Linked DNA regions of Urocitellus parryii: region 2 is linked to region 1. Evidence: chromatin contacts called from public Hi-C data. All regions are on one chromosome and are shown on one strand. Each heading gives the region's core, a stretch centred on a gene start, on an enhancer-like site or on the middle of the called end of the contact. The rest is flanking DNA. Distances are from core to core; before and after follow the strand shown.

What was found. A called contact is a pair of places that touch in the nucleus more often than the background predicts.
Region 2: a contact with region 1 is called in a Hi-C map of muscle, with 4 times the contacts expected there. The contact joins the promoter of Cog5 here to the promoter of Dld in region 1. A contact is called at or near these places in 2 of 2 Hi-C or Micro-C datasets (liver and muscle).

What each region holds. Positions count from the first base shown.
Region 1 is chr3:54,190,160-54,197,533 of mUroPar1.hap1, forward strand. Dld (dihydrolipoamide dehydrogenase) reads right to left here and starts at 2,595. Exons shown (of 14, transcript XM_026395763.2): 1 at 2,456-2,595; 2 at 978-1,056. The coding sequence starts at 2,494.
Region 2 is chr3:54,477,834-54,485,207 of mUroPar1.hap1, forward strand. Cog5 (component of oligomeric golgi complex 5) reads left to right here and starts at 2,719. Exons shown (of 22, transcript XM_026395774.2): 1 at 2,719-2,890. The coding sequence starts at 2,797. It overlaps Dus4l (dihydrouridine synthase 4 like), which reads right to left and starts at 2,593. Exons shown (of 6, transcript XM_026395785.2): 1 at 2,502-2,593.

The DNA of each region.
Region 1 (7,374 bases), core at 1,345-3,844:
ACCGACTGTCACAATTACCCCTAGCTAAAAGTTTCTACAATGAGGTTTTATAAGACATACAATTTTTTACTTATAATCCAATTAGGTGAGTCTGGTAAAGATCAAACAGATAATTTCAAATAATCAATATCCATATTAGGGAGTTAAAAAAAATATCAATTTTTATTTATATACTTCACGTTTTAAAAGTATGAAGAAGAAAATTCCATAATCCACAGCTTCCTTTTAGGTACATTTTGCTAGTTTTTAAAAGGTGCTTTTGATAAACCCATAAAGATTTTCATCCAGGACACCAAAAATCATTTCACCATTCTAAATTGTTAAAACGACCAACACAATATTACCCAGTAGGCAAAATCAATTAATTTTTCAAATTGCAAATATAGAAAATTGCTCCTCAGTTCAAAATCTCTCAGTTGTTCCCCATCATACTTGGAGTCAAATCCACACTACTTGGCCTGATTTACAAAGCTTCCATTATCTGATCCTTGCCAACATCTCTGATTTTACATTCTGAGGGTCTCTGCACAAGCTGCATAAGCATTCTTGCTATTCCTGAAACCTCACAAGCTAATTCCCATTTCAGACCTTTCTCACTGCAGAAATAACCCTCTCACTCCTCTTTCCACTGAGGGCCCTGCTCAGACATCATCTGCTCAAAAAGGTGTTCCCTGACACCTTATCTTAAATAGTCTTACTCCAGTTACTGCTTTTAGTTTCAATTACCTCCTGGGTATTTATGTGTTACTTATGTATTATTTTTCTTTTATTACCAGCTTGTTAAGTTTCATAATAGCAGGGTTTTGCCTTGTTCACCACCCAGAAGACTCTAGGTGCTCAATAAACATTTCAGTGAATAAATACATAAACAAATGAATTCTAGCACAGATTACTTATAATTCAATATTCACCTGCTTTTACATTAAAACACAAACAAACTGTCAGTTAATTCTAGTACTGTTGTACTAGGTACTTACTTGACTGATCAGCATAAGTTCTCAGAGGCACTGCAGAAACTCCCTGTAGGCCATGGCATATTCGATTGAAATGGCCTCTCTAGAAATGAGGAGAAATTTTTCTATTATGTAAAATACAAATCATAGAACTAATGAAGACTTATGAAAGTACAACAACTTTGGGCAAATAAATCAAGCACTGCTTTTCAATGTATCTTCTATTAGCACACAGAAGTAATATCAATTTCTCTTTGTTGGTCATCATCTGCACTTTTCACAATCCCAGCTTACTATACTTATTTTTCATTTCAGATATTCAACAAATCACTTCATATTTAACCTAATAAATATTACTTTTTCAGAAAGCATGGCTAATTTTTTTGTGCTGGGGATCATTAATGCCGTAATTAATGTTGAAATTTCAAAATTCAAGGACTTGAATCTGCATTACAACAATTATTTTACTTGTAACTATGGTTTCCTACTCTACCCTACCAAGTACGTACAGTCCCTATTTACTTACATGTTCTTGAGCCATCAACTAGGAACTGCAAATTAGACAAGGTATTCAAGAAAATGCACTAAAAATGTACTTATTCTGTAGTTACTGTAGTTCCACAAACTGCATCTTAATGTCAACCTCTACAAACCTAAGGCTATCATTTCCTAAAAAGAGCGACACCTGCCCCTATCAAATGGGAGGCAGTAACAAAAATCTACTCTGATGTAGTAATATTCTCTTTTCCAAGGCAACTCTTGCACCTGAAGTAAAGAAAGCAAAGAAGAGTGTCAATTCTGAATTTACTCACTGCTCTGCCTCTCTTTAAAAAGCTTGACTTCAGGCATGTTTCACTTACTTTCAGGAACACAGATACCTCAGGTTTGAAAGTTTGATTGCTACATTATCTTTAAGTTCTTTGTAATACCCAGCTCTGAACCAGATACATACAATTTGGCTGTATTTGGTAGATGAATGAAACGATAACCCGATGCAATTAAAAATACAAGCCTGTTGGAGGACTTGAGGGATGGCAATGGACACTAGTTCAGAACTACAAACACAGAGGCCCTCATCTAGCGCTATATGTTGGGGTAACCCCAAGGTTACTACCAATAGCAGAAAATTAGGCCACTCAGGGGTCAGGATTAGGACTTCGAAAAAGGTATGAAGAGCCAGACCGTAAGTGAGAAGGGTGGTTTACACTTCCCCTGCCAAAGTGAAGGCCTATGGGAGACCCGTACGCCCCTCAGCCCAGGAGATGCAGTGTGAGAGACCACAGGTCGCCACACACTAGCGGGGACTGTACACAGCCCGGGCCCGCCTCTCGACTGCCGCTATCGGAAAACCAGCGGTTACCAACGAGCCAAGCCCGGGTCAAGAGGGGACTCTCGCCAGGGCGCCGGCCTCTCCCACCACCACCCGAAAGGCCGCGTCCTGGACCTGTGAGCGAGCTCTTCGTACTCCAGGCTGAGCCCGACCCCAGCCAGTCGGCTCTCACCTTGGCCAAGGAGCAGTACACACGACTCCAACTTTGCATTTTTCCCCCGTACTTTCCTTTTCGCCAATCCTTTCACCTCCGCTGAGCCGCCCCACTGCTATTCCAAGGTCTCCCCACCCTGCGCATGCACTAGTGAAGCCTACGTCATCACCCGGGCGCAGAGCGATTGGCCTGCGAGGTCGAGGTGTTCTTGTCAGATTCGGCGTCGTAAGCTGCCGTAAAAAAAAAAAAAAACATGGTGCTTTGTGGCAGTGGAGCGTTACGCGATCATTTTAGAGGAAGCTGTCAAAACGTCAGGAGCTGCTTTGCAATTTTATACGTGGAAAATGAAATAAACAAATAAAACTATCGTTTGCCCAATACAGGATGCAAAATGGAAAGCTTGACGAGTCTACAAGCTGTTGGTAGTGCTAGACTTTCCTCGGCACTTTCCATAAGCATTATCTCACTTTGTAACAACCATGTGAGGTACTACTAGCCTCCGTTTCTCGGATGAGGCCCAGAGAGGTTAAACAAACAATACCTTCAAGATCTCGCAAGGGAAAAATATCTGCAGCCAAAAGTACAAGACTTTTGGTTTTGATTACTGCTTTATAAATTCTCCCTCAAGTGCTATATGAGGGATGGGGCCACAGACTTTTGCATCACAAGCAGCCTGCTCTAGGTAATTAACTAGCAATATATAGGAAACACCTATCGTCTATTTCCTCATTTGGGAGATACACCTCCCTTGTAAACAAAGGGTAGGATGGTGGGTGAGAGTTGGGGATTTTTTTAATTAAAAATAGGTAATAAGTTTAAAAGTGTTAAAACCATTTCCTTCAAGGGTTGGGGATGTGGCTCAAGCGGTGGCGCGCTCGCCTGGCATGCGTGCGACCCGGGTTCGATCCTCAGCATCACATACAAAACCATTGTCTTCAAAATTGAGCACTGAGGTCTGTTTCTCTCTTTGTGGTAACTCTATTTAGTGTGGATAAAACTTCTTCATTTCCTGAAAGTTTACCACCCAGGCACTGTGCTGGGGGCTCTGTGGTTTAAACATTCGTTAGGAATTACTCCTTACCTACATGTGCTCAGTTTTAGGGGAGAAGAATGACACTTAGAGTTTGTTATAGACACTGCTAGTTGCCACCCAATAATCATTCTCCCTTTTTTATATAGTAGTAGAATAGCTGGACACATAGGTGCCCAGAATAACAGTTACTTTTTCCCTTGAAGCATGTAAAGCCATGTGACCAAACACTGGTCAAATCCCTTCCTCTTTCAATATGTGTTAAATTATTTCTGATAATTCTCAAAGGAATAGCCTTTACTGTAGTATTTTTAAAACATGTTCAAAATGACTTGACATTTCTCCCATCAAAAAGTTAACTTAGGGACTGGGAGTGTGGTTCACTGGTAGAGCACTTGCCTAGCATCACACAGCACTGGGTTCAATCCCCAGCATCAAATCTCTTCCTACCCCCAAAAGTGGACTTAATCTCACCTTCTCCTGACCTGTACCAACCTTAGGTGAGTGCTTCTTCTAATAAATAGAATGCAGCAAAAGTGATATGGGGTGACTCTTAGACCCTAAGAGTCCCCATTTTTGTCCTAGCACTCTGTGCTTGCACACTACGCTTCTTACCCCCACTCCCCACCACCACCACCTTTCTCTATACATTATACCTTATATCCCAGTCACTATGTTGCCAGGAAGTCAAGTTGCTAGTTGTAGATATTCCAGTCCCTGTAGACAGCCAATAAAAACTATTAGTCATGTAAGGGAGCAAGCCTTCAAAGGATAGCAGACTCCAGACCAAGTATTACTCAACTTCCATGTTTATCAGTAAAAATAAGCATTGTCATTGTTTTAGCCATTATGTTTTAGGGGATAGTCTATTGGACAACAATAGATAACTGGAGCGCTCACATCCCCACAAGTCAGTTGTAATTACACTGTTCTCTCTTCCTCTCCTTACGATAAAAAAATTTCTTACCACTGTTGCTATTTATTATGAGAATAGCAGCATTCTTGTTGCCCTGTAGATATTGCCATTCTCCCACCAAAATGGAACCAAATATGCAAAATCAGTTAGTATACAAACTTGGCTGCCATAACAGGGCTTCCCAAAATAATGACACAGGAGTCCATTTCTCTCTCATATGGAAGTCTAGGTGGTTGTTTCTGGAAGCTTTGTCCAAGCCTTCATCTTTTATTTCAAGATGGCTACTCTGCCGTCATAACGTCATTTCATGTAATTACAAAACCATATCTAGCTGCAACAGGAAGCATAGGCTTGTCACCTGAGTACCCAGATAAAATCATATTAATAAGAAAAGATGAGGATGGCTGGGGATGTGGCTCAAGCGGTATCACGCTTGCCTGGCATGCGTGCAGCCCTAGTTCGATCCTCAGCACCACATACAAGCAAAGATGTTATGTCCACCTAAAACTAAAAAATAAATATTAAAATATCTCTCTCTCTCTCTCTCTCTCTCTCTCTCTCTCTCTCTCTCTCTCTCTCAGAAAACATGAGGAAATACTGGGGACAGTGAGCAACATCTACCACACAGGCGAGAAGAACTGCTTCTCCTTCCCCAGCCTTCTGCAAAACTTGGACATCTGGTTTAGGACTCATTTCTGTGTAAGTACCAAATCAAACAATTCTTTCCTGAACTGTTCTGCAGCTTTTGACTCCTACTCCCTTTCTAGGATTATAATATTCTCATAAGAAAAACACCTCCAACATTTCCAGCTGTCATTCACAGAGCCCAGGTGCTCAACCAAGTATGAGAAGGCAAAAAAGATATACTTTCCTTACCACACTCCCCATGCTCCTCCATGCTTCTCTCCACCTCTTCTAACAACTATATCTCTTCTCTCTTCACCAAGGTCACAACTTATATTAATTAATGCAAATAATCTTAGGAAAGTTTGATCAATGAAGAATAGCCCAAACTTTTAGTGTTTGTATTCCAGGTAAGGCAGCCAAAAATGGGACCATAATTATTTTTGGTAACTTGCCTTTTTTTCACTTGAAATATCTCATGGGCAACTTTCCATATCAATATTAACCTGTAATATTAGTTCTAATTACATCTTAGTATTTTTTAGATGTACCTTCATTTAATTAATTATTCCTTATTATTAGATATTTCATAATATTGAAAATATTATGAACAGCTTGTGGCTAAGCCTTCACCCACATTTTTTAAAAAATCATTTCCTTACAGTAAATTCCAGGAAGAAGAATTACTGGGTCAAATAAATAACATATTTTAAAGCTTTTATGCTGTATTTAACTTATTTTAATTCCTAACAGTGGTTGCCTTAAATTAATCATAAGTTCTAACTGGCAGTTTCAAATATCATTCATTAGTTTAAGAGGGATAATGGAAATAAATTATTAATTGCACGTGCAATAAGTCAGACAAACAAAATATTTCAAAACATGACTTTTAAAGCACTGTCTTTACTTATAGAAAAGAAGAAATATCAACTAAAGTATTCTATACTTCATTGAGTATTTTGGCACAACTGGTGGTAACAAGAACATGGATTTTGCAGTTGGCTAGGCCTGCATGGACTCTCAAACTCCACTTAGTATACAAATGCAGAAGCTTGTGAGCATTTCTTAGCTTCTGTCATCTTCAGCTCCTCTAAGGGTAACACAAGGTGCTAGTTCCCATGCCACAGGCTGTTGTAATACCAATGTTAATTCCCTTCTACACAGCCCTTTCCCTGACTTGTTAAATTAAATCTTAATTCCTTCTTCCCTCTGTGTAACAGTCTGAGTGAGTTTTACAGGAAATTGTGCTTTCAGAATGCTAAGAGACTAACTAGTTTAAGTGATCAAAAAGTGGCCACAGTTAAATGCTCTGTCCAGGGATGGAGTACAATGTGGACTCTTTATCCTTTAAGTTTCCTTCAGTGGCTCTTCTTCCTCTGCTTTGTTGAACAATGATGTTTCATAGAAACCTGTTTTTAACTTCGTGTTCTTTCCGTTGTACTTAAGTATTTTGGCTATCTTACCCATTTTAATAGCCTAAGCTTCCACCTACATACGTTGATAACTTCTAGAGCCTTATCTCCAATCTACTTCTCTGTTAATCTTCAATTCCATATTTTTGATTGTCTACTGGACATGTCCAGCAGGCACCTAGTTTCAATTAACTAACTTCAAAACATAAAATGTATTTTTCCTTACAACCATGATTAACATTATCACTAAACAGTCTATCATCCACGATAATAATTTTCTAGTCATTCTCAGCTCCTCCAATTATCTTAATATAAGTAATCACTGCTTTAATTGAGCTCTCCTAGTAGGGGAATTGAAATTCAGATTCACTGGAGACTTTGAGAGACAGCATAGAGCCCACTGTATAGTTGTCCTATCCAAAATATATCCATTGCCTTCTGCTAATCATTAGTGAAAACTGTTAGCAGGGGTTTTAACTACCTGGCACTTTTGGCCTGCCCAATAGGTGAATTGAGTGAGTATCCGCAACCAGGAAAATCCCTTATGCAAAAAGTCTGTGGTGCTCAAAGTGGGAAAGCTTTTGGTGAGCATGCATAAGAAAAGTGAATGCTGAGTGGATACAAGAAAGACACCAACAAGATCAGCTACCATCTAGTCCTATCAGATTGGATAGTCTAATCCAAGCCCTAGAAAGAGAGGAAAGGAAATGTTGAAAATGGCTCTAAAGTTTGTAGCGTGAAACCCAATACAAAAATTGACAACACAGGAGAAAAAGCAGCATCGAGAAAAGGCAATCAATTAAGTTCACCGAATTTGAGAGGCCAGCTGGACAATCTAATGGAGAAAAGTTACTGGAAACACACATCTAGCATTTAGAAACATTAGACATGGAGTTGAAAGTTCCCTGGCATACGGCTCAGGTGTTATGTGTAATAATAGATAACTTCACTAAGG
Region 2 (7,374 bases), core at 1,469-3,968, 290 kb after region 1:
AGTCTCAACCACTATATGATTCCACCTACAGTACTTCAGATAAGTAGAATCATAAGAAAAAGTAGAGAAACAGAATAATGGTTGCCAGGGTTTAGGTGGGGAGAGGAATGGAGTTATTGCTTAAGGGTTTTTTAAGAATAGAGAGTTTCAGAGATCAGATGCATGATATGGAACATAATTAACAGTGCTGAACTTTACACATAAAAATTATAAAAAGATAAATATTATATGTATTTTATAATAATTTAAAAAACCACAAGAGTGAAAGAGCAATATTAGGATATGGGCAAAAAGCATTAAGAAACATTTCCTCAAAACTATACAGTTGCCAAATAAGCACATGAAAAGAAGTTTAACATCACATATAGGACATGAAGAAATTAGAAACACAATGAGATATCACTATATACCATTAAAACAGTTAAGAACAAAAAACCAAAACACTGCCATTATCAAAAGTAGGTCAGAATGAGAAACTGGATTTCTCATATGGTGCTAGGTAGAAGGGTCAAATAGTATTGCTACTCTAGAAAAGTTTGGCAGTTTTTTCAAAAACTAAACATCTTATGATCCAGCAATTACATTCTTATACATTTGTCTCAAGACACATAGTCAAACAGAAATCTGTGCATAAATGTTTATATCCATTTAATATCTACTATACCTTACAGATGGGAGTTATAAATGCCACCATTTATAAAAACATAAAATGTGACACTTGCAGAGATGATTTACTCAGGCACACGCACACACACATATACTAGGCACCAGGAGTCATTTCTAGATCATGATTCCAAAACTAGGAATTGAAGAGTCCATGTAGTGGTCTTACAGTACTTAAAAAAGGCAGAACGTAAAAGGGAAATTATGCCTCAGTTCATTAACATTTAACAACACTTACTTTGAATATCGAACCATTGGGGCACAGATTTTCACCAGCTGCCCAGAATGAAACATTTCTATTGGATCTTTTTTTCCTTCTTGACATTTTGTAGTTTGTATGGAGTCACACTTCATGAATATAGATTTATTTCAAATCTGAAAAAGATAATCCATTTGCACTCGGAATATCCTTTCTCTAGGTGAATTCTCATCATTCTAAATTTCAATTGCCAATGATATTTATTTTTCATCAGGTTTGTGGGATCAGAATTTGTTTTAGCTCTTTTCATATTATTAAATAGACTCTCTCTCTTTCACACTCACACACACACACAATGGGATATTACTCATCCATAAAGAAGAATGAAATTATGGCATTTGTTGGTAAATGGATGGAACTGAAGATGACCATGCTAAATGAAATAAGCCAATCTCCCAAAATCAAAGGTTGAACCTTCTCTCTGATATGCAGAGGCTAACACACAATAACGTGGTGGTGGCAGGGAAACAAGTTCATTGGATAAGACAGAGGGGAATGAAGGAAAGGGAGGGGGAATGGGAATCGGAAAGAAAGTAGAATGATTCCTAACAACTTTCCTAAATTCACATATGAATAAAGGAACCGCATAACTCCACATCATGTTCAACCGCAAGGATGAGATCCTTAGAAGTAGAAAGTTATATTCCATTATGTATAATATGTCAAAATACATTCTACTGTCATGTATATCTAAAAGGAATAAAAAATAAGATAAATAATAAAAAAGGAATACCCCAGAATTCTACTTCTAAGATAAATCAAAGTTGAAAACTACATGAGATAGTTGTAGAAAAACAAGATAGAAAAACTACAAGATTTTTTCTAGTATACCATATTACTTTTATTATTTTTTTTTCCGTTTTATTTTCTTTGGCATTGATAAATCAAGGTATTTGATTTGAATAATTTCCTACAAAATACTGTGTATGTCTGGTACTGGTACTCTGAAATATCCTGTTTTATTCAGGAAAATTAAATGCCATTATAAGAACAACTCTAAATAGCACGTCAAAACATAACCTGGAATTTTTATTCTTTATGTGAATCATAAGGCAAAAAAAAAAAAAAAAAAAAAGAGTGCAGTTTGGGACATGCCAAAACACTAGTTTGGTTTTTTATGGATAATGAAACATAATTTGAAACTGAGCACACTGTCCCAGGCAATTCATGTGACCTTCACTCAGAACACTGACCCCATTCGTATAATTGAGATAAAATTATATTAAGGAAAACCCTCTGAGATAAAGTCAAGTCAAAGGATAATGAGCAGTAGCGTGAGACTAGCTCACCTGAGTGGTTACGAGTATTAAATGAGTTTAGATTCACAAAATAATTTAGAACACCCTTTAGCAACTTTCGTTCCCAAGCTTTTCCCGCCTGTTTTTATCCCTGGATTGCCAATCAAGGCGTGGGGCAGTTACTAACACCCGCCTGCCTAGAGGGTGCAGTGCCAGCGAAGCTCCCAGAAACCTCCACTATTGTCTCTTGCCCTGCGTCGCAAGGCCCGGGTTCTTAGGTTTAATACTTGCTTTATCTTTTCTTTCTAAAATATGCGCCACGGTCACGTTCCGGCGCCCACCTTCTCCTCAGTCTGAGGAACAACTCCAGCCACTGGGGCGAGGCTCCGAACTGCAAAGCGAGACAGCGAATAAGCCCGGGGCGGACCCGGCTTCCTAGACTGCGTGGCCGAGCACCGGGTCCTCAGCGCACGAGGGCTCTGGTTCCCACACCACTCCCAGCCAGGGTCTGTCAGACGCGTTGGGATTACCAGGCGGGCCACAGCCGCGGTCTGTGAAGGCGGGCGGCGCCAGGATTCTGCGTCAACCTGGGCGGGGCCTCCTCTCACTGACGCCATCAACCCGGTACCTGCCAACATGGAAGGTGGCGACAGCGGCGCCACTATGGCTGGCTTTGGGGCTCTGGGTTCTGGAGCGGCTGCAGCGACAGTGCGGGAGCTTTTGCAGGACGGTAAGGAGTCGAGTACTGGCCAGGCTGCGGGGAGGGAAGGAATATCCTGCTCGGTGCCTGGGCCAAGGTGGTGGACTCAACCCTCGCTTTGCCCAAAGTTTTCTGGTCTCGACTTGACCACTCCCCTCCGCCCGGCCCCCTGACGTCCGGGTGCTGCCCAAGCCAACTTATTCCCCCTCTTCCTTTCCGGTGTCCTAGGAACTCCTGGTTTTGAGTTGCTCCTCTTCTCAACTCCGTCCCCCTTGTGTTTGGGCTTCCCTGAAGTTCTAGGACCTCACACCCAGTGACCCGCTTTGACAGCCGCGGTACCGCCTGCTGCCGCACTTTTGACGAAAAGATGAAGCATTCTAGCCCATGAAAAGTGTAAGACCTAGAACAGATAACAGACACTTATTGAAAGGAGTTCTTTTTAAAGTAGAGTTGGAAACACCTCCTCCGTTAAATTATTGGGTTATACAGGTGTCCCTTCTTGCAGTCTTGTGTTTCTTTGAGGAGGCAGTTATTCACAATTAGACAAGCAGGAGGGTTTATACTCTTAGTTCAGGCAGGGGTTATCTATTCGTACAGAAAACAGCAGTCAGATTTATTGGTAGTCAGTTTTGAAGAGAAGTTATCCCCAGTGAGTTTAATATAGTGTAGTTGAAAAGCACATTCAGTTGTAGTCCAGTTAACGTGCTGAGTCTCATCATTCAGAATAAAGTTCAGATTTCTGAGGGTAAACATAAGTTTCTTAGTGTTTTCCCTAATGGATATAACGTTCTACCTTGTATTAAAATCATTTGTATACTTACCTTAATCTCTTCTGCTCTATTGTAAACCCCTATACCCTCTTTTTTTTTCTTTCTTTCTTGGTATTGGGGATTGAACCCAGGGGCCCTTATCCACTGAGCACATATACTCAGCCCCCATCCCTTTGTTACTTTTTGAGATGTTGTTTCGCTGAGACTTGAGATCTCTCAAGTCCCCGGTGTGCACCACCACGCCCTCCGTAAAATCCTTTTTAAACTCCACAATGTTAATAGCCCTATCTTACATACAGTAGGCCCAGAAAGATTTTTTAAAAATTGAACATTACTGTAAGTGTATTATAAAAGGTTAAAAGTTTTAAATTGTTTTTTTCTGTTGAGTATTTTTATTGATTTTCCATGACAATCTATATACTTTTTTTTTTTTTGTCAAAATTAAGGGTATTTTCAGGACTAGACTGTGTTGAATCCTTTGGGTTAGGTTCCCTGTGTAATACATCTTTGTATTTTAATTGAAATTCAATTTAACCAAGTTTTGAACTCTTTTGAGACTGTCTCTATTTTTTTATTCTCAAGTAGCTCACCATCTAGTAGGGGAGAATGGGCCGGGGTTGTGGCTCAGTGGTCCAGGGCTTGCCTAGCACGCAGGAGGCACTGGATTCAATCCCAGGCACCACATAAAAAAATGAACAAATAAAATAAAGGTATTGTATCCATCTACAACTAAAAAAAAGTTTAGAAAGTTCATAATCTTCTTGAGCTCTAAAAGTAAGTATTATAATAGTGTTGTAATAGTAGCATTAGAACTGTGTACAAAGTAAACCATTAGTTCAGAGGATGATAACTAGAGGTTAGGGATTGGTCAGATAGTGTCAAGAAAAACCTTTCTAGGATTAGTTTTTTTTTTTTCCCCCCAGTGATTGCATATGTTTTGTTTTTTAAATCAGACATTGTAATTATACATAGCAGTGAGTTCATTTTGGAAAAAAAAATCATACAAGCAAGGAATTTGATTTTAATCCCCATTCTTTCCTCCCTCTGGTCACCCACTTCCTTCCCTATTCTCACTCTTCTACTCAAATGATCTTCCTTTCATTACTTTATTTATTTTTGATTGGTACTTTCTACATATACATAAAGGTGAAATTCCCTTTGGTACATTTAGATATGCATATAACATTATTTTGTTATATTCATTCCTTCTTTCCTATTCCCATAATTTCTCCCTTCTTCTTGTTTTCCTCTTTCTCTTCTAGTGATTTTCCCTATATATTTATGATATCTGAACACCCCCGCCCCCCAACAGCTGTCTTTCCTTTACTTTGTTCTAGTTTCCCCATACCGGAGAAAACATTCCACCTTTGATTTTCTGAGTCTGGCTTATTTCATTTAGCATGATGTTCTCCGTTTCCATCCATTTACTGACAAATGCTATGATTTCATTCTTTTTTATGGATGAGTAAAACTTGATTGTGTATATATTCCACATTTTCTTCAACAGGCATTTGGGCTGATTCTATAATTTGGCTATTGTGAATGGTGCTGCTATAAATACTGTAGTGACTATATCACTGTAGAATGTTGAATTTAGTTCTTTTGGATAAATATTAAGGAGTGGGTTAGCTGGGTCATATGGTAGTTCCATTCCTGATTTTTTTGAGGAATGTCCATACTACTTTTCAAGTGGTTGTACTAATTTGCAGTCCCACCAGCAATGTATGAGTGTATCTTTCCCCCTACATTTTTGTCAGCTTTTACTATGATTTGTGTTCTTGATCTTTTGTGTTCATAATCCATTCAGATCATTCTTGATCTGAATGGAGTGAGATAAAATCTTTTTGTAGTTTTGGTTTGCATTTCTTTGATTACTAAAGATGTTGAACATTTTTTTTTTTTCATATATTGTTGGCCATTTGTGTTTCTTTTGAGAAATTTCTGGCTGGGCATGGTGGTGCATGCCTGTAATCCCATCAACTCAGGAGGCTAGGCAGGAGAATTGCAAGTTTGAGGCCAGTCTCAGCAACTAAGGCCCTGAGCAACTTAGTGAGATGCTGTTTCAAAATAAAAAAGTAAAAAATAAAAATAATGGCCTGGGGATATGGCTTAGTGGTAAAGTGCATCTGGGTTCAAGTCCCGGTACCAAAAAATTAAAAATAAATAAAAAATAAAAACCAACAAACCCAACCAAACAAACAAAAAGCAAGAGAAAGAGAGTGAGGGAGAGAGAGAATTTCTGTTTAGTTCTTTTGCCCATTTATTGATTGGGTTATTTGGTTTTCTGGAATTGAGTTTTTTTTTTTTTTTTTAGTTCTTTATCTCTTCTGGGTATAATCCCCTGTTAGAGGAGTAGCTGGCAAAGATTTTTTCCCATTCCATAGGCTCTCTTTTCTTAATCATTTCCTTTGCTGTGCATAAGCTTTTTAATTTGATGGCATTCTATTTGTTGATTCTTGTTTTTATTTCTTGAGCTTTAGGCATCTGGCTAAGGAAGTCAGTGCTTGCCACTTTATAATGGATTGATTGACCCTGTTTTTTTTTTTTTTTTTTTGAAAAGAGAGAGAGAATTTTTTAATATTTATTTTTTCTTTAGTTTTTGATGGACATAACATCTTTATTTTATTTTTATATGGTGCTGAGGATCCAACCCAGCGACCCGTGCATGCCAGGCGAGTGTGCTACCACTTGAGCCACATCCCCAGCCTGACCCTGTGTTTTCATCTAGCAGTTGCATTGTTTCTGGTCTAACTCCTAAGTCTTTGATCTTTCATGTTTCTTTCAAGTCTTTCATGTTTCTCTTCCTTTTTTCCTGAGCATTCTTTAGTCTCTGATTTATATTATTTCCTTTATCCATCTCCGAATTTTTAGTGCCTCCCCACTCCCCGCCGCTTCTAAAGCCTATTTTTCCTATTTCCCTGTTTATTTTTTATTTTTGTGCATTCAAAGTTTTTTTCATAAATTATCTACTCTTTTTGTTAGCCATCTTCTGAATTATAGAACTACATTTTCAAATGTGTACTGGAATTTTGTCTTGATAATGAACAAGCAATACCAGTTCTACATATGAAAACCTACACATAAACAAATAGTACAAATTCTACATACAAAAAAATGAAATAGTTTTTTTTCTTCTACTTCTGTCTCCTAATTTTTTCCTCTGGTAGATTCTGGTTCCATTTATTATATGTAGGTAGGTAAAGCCTGCGTGTTCCTTATGTAGATTATGAATTCCTTGGCGGCTGGTGTTTGTTTATGTTCATCTTTGCATATTTAATACCTAGTGGTCTAGCTTAATGCAAAACTGAATTCCCTATTTCAGTTACTTAATCAAGAAACTTGGAAATCATCCTTGATTTGCTGCATCTAATAGCCCATTTTCAACTTTTCACTAAGTCCTAAACAGTGTGTTTATGTGATTATTTGTTACTCTTATCAATTCCTTGACATTCTTAGTGACACTATCATTCATGCCTTCCTTATGTCACTTGGGCTATTACCATAGTACTGTACTTTACTGTACTTTGTGGCTCTTCTTTATGGGTGGCATACCGGTTATCTATTGCAGTAGTAAATCAGCTTTCTGGGAAAATAGAAAAGGTCCTTATTTTATAGTATCTGCCTATTTCCATAGTGTAAATACCCTCCCCCTGGTCAATTTTAAGATATGCACATGTGATGTCAACTGGCTTACAGAATTCCTGAAAATGTAATAGCTTGCTGCCAAAAGGCAACAAGAGCCAA